2 separate regions of the Mus musculus genome follow, and region 1 is linked to region 2. A link is a contact called in public Hi-C data. All regions are on one chromosome and are shown on one strand. The core of a region is the stretch at or near the end of the contact, and the rest is flanking DNA. Distances in the headings are between cores, read along the strand shown. Region 1 overlaps Zfp462 (zinc finger protein 462). Region 2 has its middle 19 kb from the start of Gm33840.

The links. A called contact is a pair of places that touch in the nucleus more often than the background predicts.
Region 1: a contact with region 2 is called in a Hi-C map of cerebral cortex, with 6 times the contacts expected there. The contact joins two enhancer-like sites. A contact is called at or near these places in 4 of 484 Hi-C or Micro-C datasets (Sertoli cells, cerebellum, cerebral cortex and 1 more) and 3 of 115 datasets of contacts at active chromatin or transcription factors (cardiomyocytes, extraembryonic endoderm stem cells and neural progenitor cells).

Annotation. Positions count from the first base shown.
Region 1 is chr4:55,011,361-55,016,908 of GRCm38.p6, reverse strand. It overlaps Zfp462 (zinc finger protein 462), which reads right to left. Exons shown (of 13, transcript NM_172867.3): 3 at 3,060-5,548; 4 at 2,062-2,226. Among named protein-coding and RNA genes, the nearest start is that of Gm42289, 55 kb to the left of the region's middle. Within about 2 kb of position 3,023, at least 22 of the 459 cell types and tissues checked have an H3K27ac peak or open chromatin away from gene starts, as enhancers often do. A contact at or near this core is called in cerebral cortex, where this site is marked.
Region 2 is chr4:53,929,195-53,934,838 of GRCm38.p6, reverse strand. No RefSeq gene overlaps it. Among named protein-coding and RNA genes, the nearest start is that of Gm33840, 19 kb to the left of the region's middle. Within about 2 kb of position 3,253, at least 34 of the 459 cell types and tissues checked have an H3K27ac peak or open chromatin away from gene starts, as enhancers often do. A contact at or near this core is called in cerebral cortex, where this site is marked.

The DNA.
Region 1 (5,548 bases), core at 1,774-4,273, 1.1 Mb before region 2:
TGTCCACCATCCACCCGGCCCACCAGTGTGCCACTGGCGTCTCTGGCTGCTTCCAATCCATCCAGGAACAGGTGGGAAGGGTCTTCAGCCTCCTGCTAAGAGAACCACACACACACACATGCCCCACCAACAAAATAAATATCCATTGTTACTACTCCAGCTTTCTTCTTTTCCCTTCATTCTCCCAAGCTCGTCAGCAATTTCCATCAATGTTTTCTCCCCTGCATCTCTGGCTCTGCATACAGAAAAGACCAGCTTGAGAGTCGCTTCTTCCACAGTGGTGTTGATTTTGAGGCAACATAAATTTGGAAATAAGAGAGCCTGAGACATGTGACATGGGCTTTCCCAATCTGAAGTTCATTCACTTGCTACCAAACTCAGAAAGAAAATGTAAACTGTGATCTCATGGATTCCAAAATAAAGCTGGGTTCGGATTATGACTCTGAGAGAAGAAAGGAGGAGAGCTGAAGGGAGAGGGAACGGAGGGGGAGAGGAAGGGAGGGTTGGGGAGGGATGAGAAAGGAAGAAAACAACAAAAAGCATAGTACAGCTGTGGTGGTTTGAATGGCCTCCATAGGTTCATATACTTGTATGCTTGGTCTCTGTTTGGGACCAAGGACCGTTTGGGAAGGATTAGGAGGTGTGTCCGTGTTAGAGAATGTGTGTCTCTAGGGATGGACTTTGGTGTTTCAAAAGCCCATGTCAGGTCCAAGGTCTCTCTCTTTCTCTGCCTGTGCCTATGAATCAGGATATAAAGCTCTCAGCTACTTCTCCTGTACTATGCCCAGTATTTCAGCACACTCCCCATACCCACCCTGGTGATGATGGAGTAACCCCCTGACACTGTAACCAAGCCCCCAACTGAATGTTTTCTTCATCATGGTATTGCCTTGGTCATAGTGTCTCTTCACAACAATAGAACAGCAATTAAGATACTGGCTGTCTAAAAACCTTGGGCCATTTGACAAGAAAACTCAATCGTTCCCTGCTTCCAGACAGAAATGCCACCTTCAAATGAATGTTACTATGTGGTTAATTCCAAAAAGTAAGGAGCAGTTTGACTTTTAAGCTATCAGTTGTTGAAGCAGCTTCCTGGAATACTGATTTTCCTCTTGTGTGAGTCTCGGAAGCAAGCCTGGGACTGACTACAGTCAAGTGTGGAAGCTTTCGCTTCTGTCCCTGGGTTAACAGTGTTCTCAAAGCCAAGGGTTCAGTGTTCAAGAAAAGATAAGCTTTACCTTCAGAGTAAACAGGAGACAAAGGTCAAGAAAGAGCAAACATAAAAATATATTCCAATATCCAGATGGAAAGGGCAGAAGTCTGAATTAATTTCTGTGTTCAGAAGTGGTAAGTACATTCTAGAAGGTAGGAATGGGGAGTTGGCTATTGAAACAGTAGCTGCTATTTGTACTGTGGAATCTAAAACAGGTAGCCTAGCAAAGGTGAGGGGAAAGAAGGAAGATGCTGGCAGCATCACATGGAAAGAGACGTACAGCAAGCAAACCAGGTCTTAAAGGCAGGCTCTTAGCTTTCTATCTGATCAATGCCCCTTGCATAACTCAGTGAACCTAGAAAGAAGCAAAATGCAGGTTCTCCTGGACTGTCCCACGCTCAGGCACATGACAGTAGGAGTGAGGCAGGAGGAGACCTGGATGATGGGAACATAGTCCACTTCATTCCTCCCATGAGCTCTGACAGCTCAGAATGACCTAGAGACAACCAGCATGAAATCATGTGACCCCAAGCCTCTTAGATGAGAATGTGGGGTCATCTTTCTCCACCAGACTGTCCCTCAGAATCAGAAACTAGATCAAACCTTTCCCTAAATGGAATGATGTGGAAGGTCCAACCTGCAAAGAAATCAGAACAAGCCAAAGCAAGCCAAGCATAACTCAAGAATGCCGGCATCCCAAGCCACACTCTGCCAGGCAATGGGTTAATAAATAACTCAGATATTTGCAAGTGCACAGGCACACGCACGTGCACGTACACACACACACACACACACACACACACACACACACACACACACACCAGGTGCCTGGACCTTCCCCTTCTCACCTTCACAGCAGCCGACACAGCCGGGACGCTACCATACTGGACATGTTTCCGGAGGTGGTTACAGATGGCCCGAAGCGTTGGATGCACTTCCACGCAGAATTTACACTTGTAGCCCACCACTTTCCTCTCCTTGATCTTTGGCACCTCTTCTAAGTGACCAAAAGGCTGGTAAAATACAGTGGTAGCCATCAGTACAGCACGCCCTCCCTCAAAGGCAGGCATTTTACTCTTACAGATTACTGGATACTGTATTTTAAAGAGGATCAGCAGGTTAAAGTGTTTCATTATATATATATAGACTTCATCAGTCATGGCACATTGCCTACTAGTCGCCGTCTCTGGAACCCACTTAGGTTCCAGCTGGTGAGAAGAGATTTAGTAGAGATTCGCGGTCTCTAAGTTATCTGGCTTTCAGACCAGTTTTGATTGCGCAGGTGGCATGTTGCAACAGCTATTCCTTTAATGAACCTCTTGATTTAAGAAGAAAGAGAGAGAGAGGAGAGAGGAGAGAGAGAGAGAGAGAGAGAGAGAGAGAGAGAGAGAGAGAGAGAGAGAGAGAGAGAGAGAGAATTCCTTGAGATGTTAGGTTCCCGAAGCAAACACCGGAGACCATGTCATGGCTGAGAAGGGCTAAGGGTAACAAGAGGTAGCCCACAACTGCCTTAGGAAGAGCAACCACTGTCTTTTTTTTTTTTTTTTTTTTAAAACGAGGCTTCAGAAAACACTACTTGGCAGGAAGACACACATCGAAACCACCCCAACCCTCCCCCGGGAGCCATCGGAGGAGTCAGAGGGAGAAGGGGAGGAGGACAGGACCGTGGAGTGGGGTGAGCATAGAATGGGGAATGATCAAGCTCGAAATGTTTAACTGACTTATTGAGCTCTCTGGCAAGCTAAGTCAATAGGAAGCCTGCAGCAGTTTGGCTGGCAACGAAGTACATGTGGGCACCAGTGATGAGAGGCCTCCTGGGGGAAGGGAAATCAAAACATATCCTTACCCTCTCTTGTTTGAAATCTGCAAAAGCACCATCTGCATATTTCTGCTTGCTCAAAAGCTGTTTCCTCCTCTCCTGGCGTTTGGCACGCTTCTGGAATTCCTCATTGTGGATGTTCAAGTGTGAGGTCAGCTCGGCTATGCTTTGCAATTTGCTATCACAGTGCTTACACTGGAAGGTGGAGTTCTGGAAGCGGGGGCCGCTGCCTAGGATGACGAAGTCCCTCTTTAAGTCCCTGCTGTGGTGGTCTGTGTAATGCATGCACAGCAACTCCGCCGTGCTGAAGGACAGCTTGAAGCATTTGATGCAGCGGAACGGGAGCCACTCGATGTCTTGAGCTTCGCCTTCCACCTCGGCCCTCTCAAAGCTGCTTCTCTCCTCTTCTTCCATCAGTGGGGGTTTCTCGTGTTCATCTGCGTAGACCGCTGTGAAGTAGCCCCCCAACTTGCTGGCATGCTGCTTCTTTGGGAACACCCCCGGGTGGCGCTTCATATAATGGGACACAATGCCTTTCTTGCTGAAGGACTGGAAGGAACATAAGGAGCACTTTTTCTTCTCCACAGCCCGCCGGAGTTCCTCGCTCAGCTGAGGAGAGTCATCTTTGGGTGGGGATGGGATGATCACCTTGTTGGGCTTGTCACTGATGGTCCTGGAGGCCGCAAGGCAGTGGGTGTAATATGCATCAATGTCGTGGCGCTTCTGGTAGTGGGCTGCCAGTCCCTTGCGGATGGGGTTGGTGTAGGCACACAGGGCACACTTGAAGAGATTGTTTTTGCCCTCGGGCTGGGCACGGACATTATTGTGCTTGATCCGGTAGTGCCTGGCAATGCCCTTCCTAGTGGAACAGAAGTACTTGCAGAGCTGGCACCGGAACACAGTGTGGGAGACCAGATGCGAGGTAGAGAAGTGAGCAGTGGACATAGGATCCTCTCCCACCTCCTCCTCCGTCACGGAGACCTGGGAGGGGCTCACTTCAGTGGTTATCTCAGGTTCAAGGGACACTGGCAGCTTCGGAGGAGGCGGGGAAAAGACATCAAACTCAGGCTGGTTGTGGTACTTCTCATAGTGGATTTTGAGTTTCTCCAGAGTGCCGTGTGTGTAAGGACACAGCTTGCACCGGTAGGCACCATACCCTTGTTTAAAAATCCTACTTGTCTCCTCCACGTCATTCTGGGATATGTCAGCAGACTGCTCCACATCATGCACAAAGTCCTCAGCGGTCACCTTGATGGCCGGGTGTCGCTTCTGATAGTGGGTCAGGACGCCATGGATGCGAGTGTTGATGTACGGACAATGCCTGCATTTGTAGACGGCACCTGGGTTGATGTCAATATCCTGGGCAAAATCAGCAGCCTTCACTTTCATACCAGGATGCTTCTTCCCGTAATGGGTGAGGAGGCCGTGCAAGTTGTTGTACTCGGACTGGCACACTGTACACTGGTATGGGGTGGAAGATATAGCAGGGTTAGCTGAAGCCAGATGAATGCTTTTCTCTGGGGAAAGTCTTGCATCCTCTGGGCACTCAGCTTCCTGCTCGGGAAGGGGGTTGGGTATACTATTTTCACAATTCACAGGGCCTATCAACTCTTCAGGTGCCAGGAGGGCCTTGTCTACACCGTCTTTCTCCTTGATGATATCCAGCAACACAGACTCATCACCATTCATGGCCCAGGGGTGGAACGCTTGGTAATGGTTTGTGATGTCCCAGATGGAGACGGCTTCAAAAACGCAGTCCCTGCATCTGTATGTTTTGGCTTCAGCTGACATGGTAAGAGTGGGAGAGGATGGGTCTGGCCCAGCCCAGAGTTTGGTAGCCATATAAGTATAATCTACATAATGCTCAGGGTGTCTCCTCTGATAATGCAGGAGCAAACCACTGGGCTCCATGTGGGAGTAGATACACCACTCGCAGTGGTAGCCAGCTTCTATCAAGCCATCTAGAAATGCCCACCGCATGATGGACGTGACTGTGGCCTTCAGGGCAGGGTGGTCTTTCTTGATATGCTTCCTCAGTGCATAGAAATAGGGGGAGGTATACGAGCACTGCCTACATTTGAGCGCTCGAAGTTTCGTTTTGTCCCGCTCCATACCGGAAGCAGGGAGAAGCACACAGCTGGCAGGCTTCTGGTTCCGGTCACAGAGGCTTCGGATGGTGGCTGTGTGCTGCCTGATCACATCGGCATTGGCCTTGAAGTCCCGGTGCTTCTTCTGATAATGAATGAGGACGCCTTTGACCGTCCGGTTCCCATAATCACAGTGCTGGCAAAAAAACATCTCAGTCTCCACAGGAGGGCAATCTCTCTCAGAACTGTTCAGCTGCAAGGGAGCAGGAGGCCGAGGGGAATCTTGGAGCCCTTCAGCCCCTCTCATCATTGCAGCTGTGGGAGGAGCCTGTCTGATATATTTGGCAGTGACCTTTATTTCTGGGTGTCTTTTCTGGTAGTGAACAAGCACCCCCACAACTGACCGATTGCTGTAGGAGCAGTGTTTGC
Region 2 (5,644 bases), core at 2,004-4,503:
AAGAGGATGGTGAAAGAGCGACCCATGGCTCCAGCTGCATATGTAGCAGAGGATGGCCTTTCTGGAATCAATGGGAGGGGAGGCCCTTGGTCCTGTGGAAGTTTGGTGTCCCAGTGCAGAGGGATGCTAGATCAGTGAGGCGGGAGTGGGGTGGGTGGGTAGGGGAGCACCCTCATAGAGGAGGGAAAACCAGGAAAGGGAATAAAATTCAAAATGTAAATAAATAAAATAACCAATAAAAAATAAAAATAAAAAATAATTTAAATAAAGAAATGTATTTGCAAATTTACCGAAAAACATCTGAGAGAATACTTGCATACCAATGTTGGGCCTCTCCAGTAAGTGCATTTGGGGGTTCAGGGAGGGCACATGGATGAGAGGAAGTGCCAGACTCCACCTGTGTATGTGTGTGTATGTGTGTGTATGTGTGTCTTATGTGTGTGTATATGTGTGTGCATGTGTATTTATATGTATATATATGCATGTGTCTATGTATGCATGTGTATATATATATATGCAAAGTTTGACATTTTTCAATAAATCTGTATTACTTTTAAATTTTAATAAATATAAATAAAACAAGACTGGCTGAGTGATGATTTTTCTGATTTTTTCTTCAAACAAACGCCTTTCCCAGAAGGGTTGCCCTGGGAATGCTTTCCTCACCTCACACACAGTCTTCTCCTCAGCTGTCTCCACCTCACAGGTTGTACCCTAGGTCTCCAACCCAAAGACCTCCAGCTCCTCCTCCTCCTGCTCCTCCTCCTCCTCCTCCTGCTCCTCCTGCTCCTCCTCCTGCTTCTGCTCCTCCTCCTGCTCCTGCTCCTTCTCCTCCTGCTGCTCCTCCTGCTCCTCTTCCTCCTCCTGCTCCTCCTCCTGCTTCTGCTCCTCCTCCTGCTCCTGCTCCTTCTCCTCCTGCTGCTCCTCCTGCTCCTCTTCCTCCTCCTGCTCCTCCTGCTCCTCCTGCTCCTCCTGCTCCTCCTGCTCCTCCTCCTCCTCCTCCTGCTCCTGCTCCTGCTCCTCCTCCTCCTGCTCCTCCTGCTCCTCCTGCTCCTCCTCCTCCTCCTGCTCCTCCTCCTCCTCCTCCTGCTCCTCCTCCTCCTCCTGCTCCTCCTCCTCCTCCTTCTCCTGCTCCTCCTCCTCCTGCTCCTCCTCCTCCTGCTCCTCCTCCTCCTCCTCCTGCTCCTCCTGCTCCTCCTCCTCCTGCTCCTCCTGCTCCTCCTCCTCCTCCTGCTCCTCCTCCTCCTCCTCCTCTTCCTCCTCCCTGAGCCCTGCTAGGTTTCAGCTCTGCCGTGCTCCTCTCTGTCTACATCCAAACCTATCTTGTCCATTTATATATTTACTTGTTTCCCTAACATACCACTGAGGAAGCAGGAACCTCGGATAGTAATCTTCATAGGACAGTAACGTTTGAGACAATGGATTTTAATAAATAAATATTCTTAGTTAACAATGAACAATGAACAGGTACAAGAGAGATAGACCGCTCAATGGTTGCTTACTGTATAAGTCTGAGGACTGGTGTTTGGCTCTCCAGAATCCATGTGGATTCTGCCAATGCCAAGTGGGCTTGATGACCCACTTATAATTCCAGCCTAAAGAAGAGGACACTGGGGACCCTCCCCCCATGGAGTAAGGAGTAAGATGATAGACATCCCGTGGGGTTCTTGGTTTGATTGAGAGACCCTGCCTCATAGAAGAAGGTGAAAGAGCAATTGTAATAATTCCTGACATCAACCTTCAACCTTTACATGCACACAGAGCCTTGTGCATAAAAATCTGCATGTGCGCACGCGCGTGTGCGCGCGCGCGCACACACACACACACACACAGAAAGAGAGAGAGAGAGAGAGAGAGAGAGAGAGAGAGAGAGAGAGAGAGATATCAAGTATTCACCACAAGCAGGCACAGATGGTAAACAGATAAAAATGGACTCAAATTTATCTTCAAAGAAAAGAACTTCTACAATTAATTAGAGCTCAGGTCCAGAATTTCATCCAATATCCTTCCTTTTAATTTTATTTTATTTTATTTTATATTATTTTATTTGTTGTAGGTCTTTTGAGGCAGGGTCTCAGCTAGCCTCAAATTCACTATGTAAAAGAATAAACTTGAACGTCTAACCTTCCTCCTCACTATAAGTGAGCCACCACACCTGGTTTATGCAGAGCTGGCAAGCAAACCCAAGGCTCCAAGCATGCTAAGCAATCACTCTAGCGAAGGAGTAATATCCCCAGCCCAACAGACAACAACTTCTTCCCATTCCCCTCCATGCACTGCCCTGAGCTATATCCAGAGGTCCCAAGGTTTGGCAGGTAATTGATAGAAGAACCACAGGATTGCCCACTGAATCTGGTTTTTCTGGTGCAGCCTCCAAGGGTCTACTTCCTACCATTCTTAGAGTTCTCGCTTCCTTTAGACTCCTTCTAACTCCAACCAGCATATATTTAGTCCAAAACTTGGCTGCAAGCTCCATGCATCCCATTCAACCTCCTCTAGGTACTACTACTCTGAGATGCTCACCAGGTCATCAACAAGCACCCATCCTGACTCAGCCCCTGGATGGAGCACTAAAGATCAGGATGGATGGATTATAAAGACCCTCTCTGCTCACAGCCACACGTGAGGATTAACCTCGGTGATAGACAATTCGAGCAGCATGTGCTAATGGAGCCTCTTAGTATTCTCATAGACCTCACAAGCAGCTTGGTGGGTCCAACTTCCCTTCTCAAGCCCAACTGTTCAAAGACCCAGTAATCATGACCTGATAGAGACTAGCTAGCTGCCTGTGGACACTTGGGATGCTCTTTTTATGAGAGGTGTGTGTTAGTTCTCCGCCTTCCAAGCAGAAAAACTCCATCTTCCTCTCTTGCTTGGTCCTGGTGCCACTTTTAAGCAAGGGTGAACAGACATGCCTGGCGCTTTCTTCAGTCCATTCTGTGGTGCCGATTCTTTGCCCACAACCCTCCTTAGCTCAGTACAGATCAGCGCTTGCCTATGTGGCTACTGACCAACCACACCGGTGCAACTGAGAGACAGGCACAGAGCCAGGAGCACCGCAGGAGCTCAATAGCCCCGCCCACAGCCCAACACTACCACTCTCGGGGCCGTTCTGTCTCACTATCCCTCAGGACAGAAGCCTTGAGAGAGGAAGCCAAACCATGAAAAGATTCTTGGAGTTGTGGGAAGGAGAAGGCTGGATGAGCAAAGCCGACCTTGTCCCCAGAGCCTAGCACACGGTGCTCAGGGGCCACCTGCTGGCAGTTAGGGGCATATGTGACTTTGGGGGAGGAGCTCTTCAAGCCCAGCGCTCCTGTGCATGCACACAGGTGCTACAAACATGTCACACACACACACACACACACACACACACACACACCACAAATCTTACACATACAAACACTTATGTGCTTATACAGAACTATGTAAGATCATGCATACACACACATGAAGCCCTTAGCTTAAGAATGCAAATACGCAGACATAACACAATGCCCTATACTAATGTGTGTGCCTCTACTTACATACCCCAAAACACAAGCACACACATACACAAGTATGTATATGCATACCCTGGTCCCTGGTTTAGCCCCTCTCTCTACATGGCCTCTTTTGTAAGGTCAACCTTCCCAGATATGCCCAGTGAAGACAGAAGTCTCAGCGCTCACCCTGCACTGAGGAGTCCCATCTCGACCACTCTCCCTACCTTTTACCATCAGTCCATCCCTCCCCTCCCCCTTAATTCCAAAGGACCAATCATAACCCCAGAAAACTTAAAAGTATTTCAATGACTTTTGATTCTAAAGACCAAAACCAAAATCCTAATTTCTGTTTTGAATATGACCTACCTCTCCAGGATCAGGGCTCACCTCTTGACCTTCAGTGTCCCAGTTCTTCCCTGGCTGTGTTCGTCCCTCAATCAGCCACACCTTCTCCAAACTCAGACGTTTTGAATCTGTGCTTTCTACTACCCAGTCTCCTGTCCAGTCCCTGAAAGGCCTCCTTCCACTCTCTCTCAATGACACTTCTCCTTGGATGCCTTTTTATGCCCTAACATCCTCTTTGTGGGGGAGCTGTCTATCACACAGTATTGCTATTTATACTATTTAGTGATTTGCCTCTTTCTGCTCTGTCCCTTAAACTCCAAACTCGAAAAGGGCACGGAGGGACTTTGTCCCTTAATAATGTTTTTATATCAAGTTTCTACAGGTTGTGTATGCTACATTCGCTGATGATATATCAACCAAATCTTACTCCAAACGCATCTCCAATTCAACATACTCATGTCCCAGAGAGAGGTCGTAAGGATGGCACATCCTAACACAGCACAGGGCCACAAATTAAAGCCAGCACGTAGTCCTGTGTTGTATGTTAGTCCCTGTTCTGAATTCAAGCGATCTCATCATTTGATTGGTCTCAGGACTCAGAAGACCTGACTGGACATTTGTCCCTACCTTGACAAACCTGTGTCATTGTCTTCCTTGACCAAAACTTAACTATCTGATTGTTAAAGGCAGTGTTTATTTGACGTCTCTAATTAGTGAATAAATGAAAAAAAAATTTAAAATAAACAAAAAAGGCATAAGAATGATACTCATATAATTTTGTGCATGGAGGGAGAAGCATTCTAATCATGATACCAAGAATGAAAAGAATGAACATTGAGAGAAAGTCTGAGTATTAAACTTCCTTAGATCTGTTTAGTTGTCCAATATACAAAGAACAAGTCAGCCTTTGGGATCCATAGGACTAGGGGTTGGATAACATTGAGATAGGAAGCTGCTTTTACAGGAGCCATGACATGACAGGCATGGGGTGGGGGAAGGTTTCTTAAAAATGGCTGAGGCTTTCAAGACAATGACAGCAGAACATTAGGCCAAGCAGGGACTTTCCGCCACATGTGGACTTTAGACTCTGTACAGGCACAGGAGGAGCACACAGCCAACCCTGCTTCTCTACCCTGGAAAGTGCAATGATGGTCAAAGCTGGGAAAGATCTCTTAGAAAGCACTTCTTAAGGACCTCAGCAGTGCCCAACACTGAGAAGCCTGGAGCGTAGCAGAAGGAGCAGTCTGTGCGTTTTGAAAACAATAGCATGCTTATGCATCTCTGTAAGTAGCCTTCAGTGAGAAGCAGACATGCAAAAAGCCCGGGGAGTTCTCGTGTCCACAAACCACTTCGCCCATACCATCCAGAAACCTGGGGACATTTGCCTAGCATTTGTGCAGAGGTGGTTAGAGAAAACCCGACTGAACTTGCCCAGGTGCTATGAACCATGAGGATGCTGACAGAGCCAGGTGCCCCCTCGCGTCCTCTATTGTCTGTGGAACGAGGAGGTTGGCAGAAAGAAAAGGTTCCCCGGGGAAGGGAGATGCTGATACTCTGGGAATCCTGCTGAAGCACTTGTACTGAAATTGGTCTCAGAAGATCTAAGCTGAGAATCTGGCCCCGGTCTTCTTAGTTGAATTTTCTCATCTGTAAGGTAGGAATAACGGTAAGCCACTATGAGGACAAAATGAACTTCTGCAGGTCAAAGGGACCTAACCCGCATTCCTACACCTATAATCGTTTCTAACCATATTCGAATAAGAGCTGGCAGCCCTTTATGAGTGATCCAGGTTAAGGAATGGGGTTGAGGGAGGTAG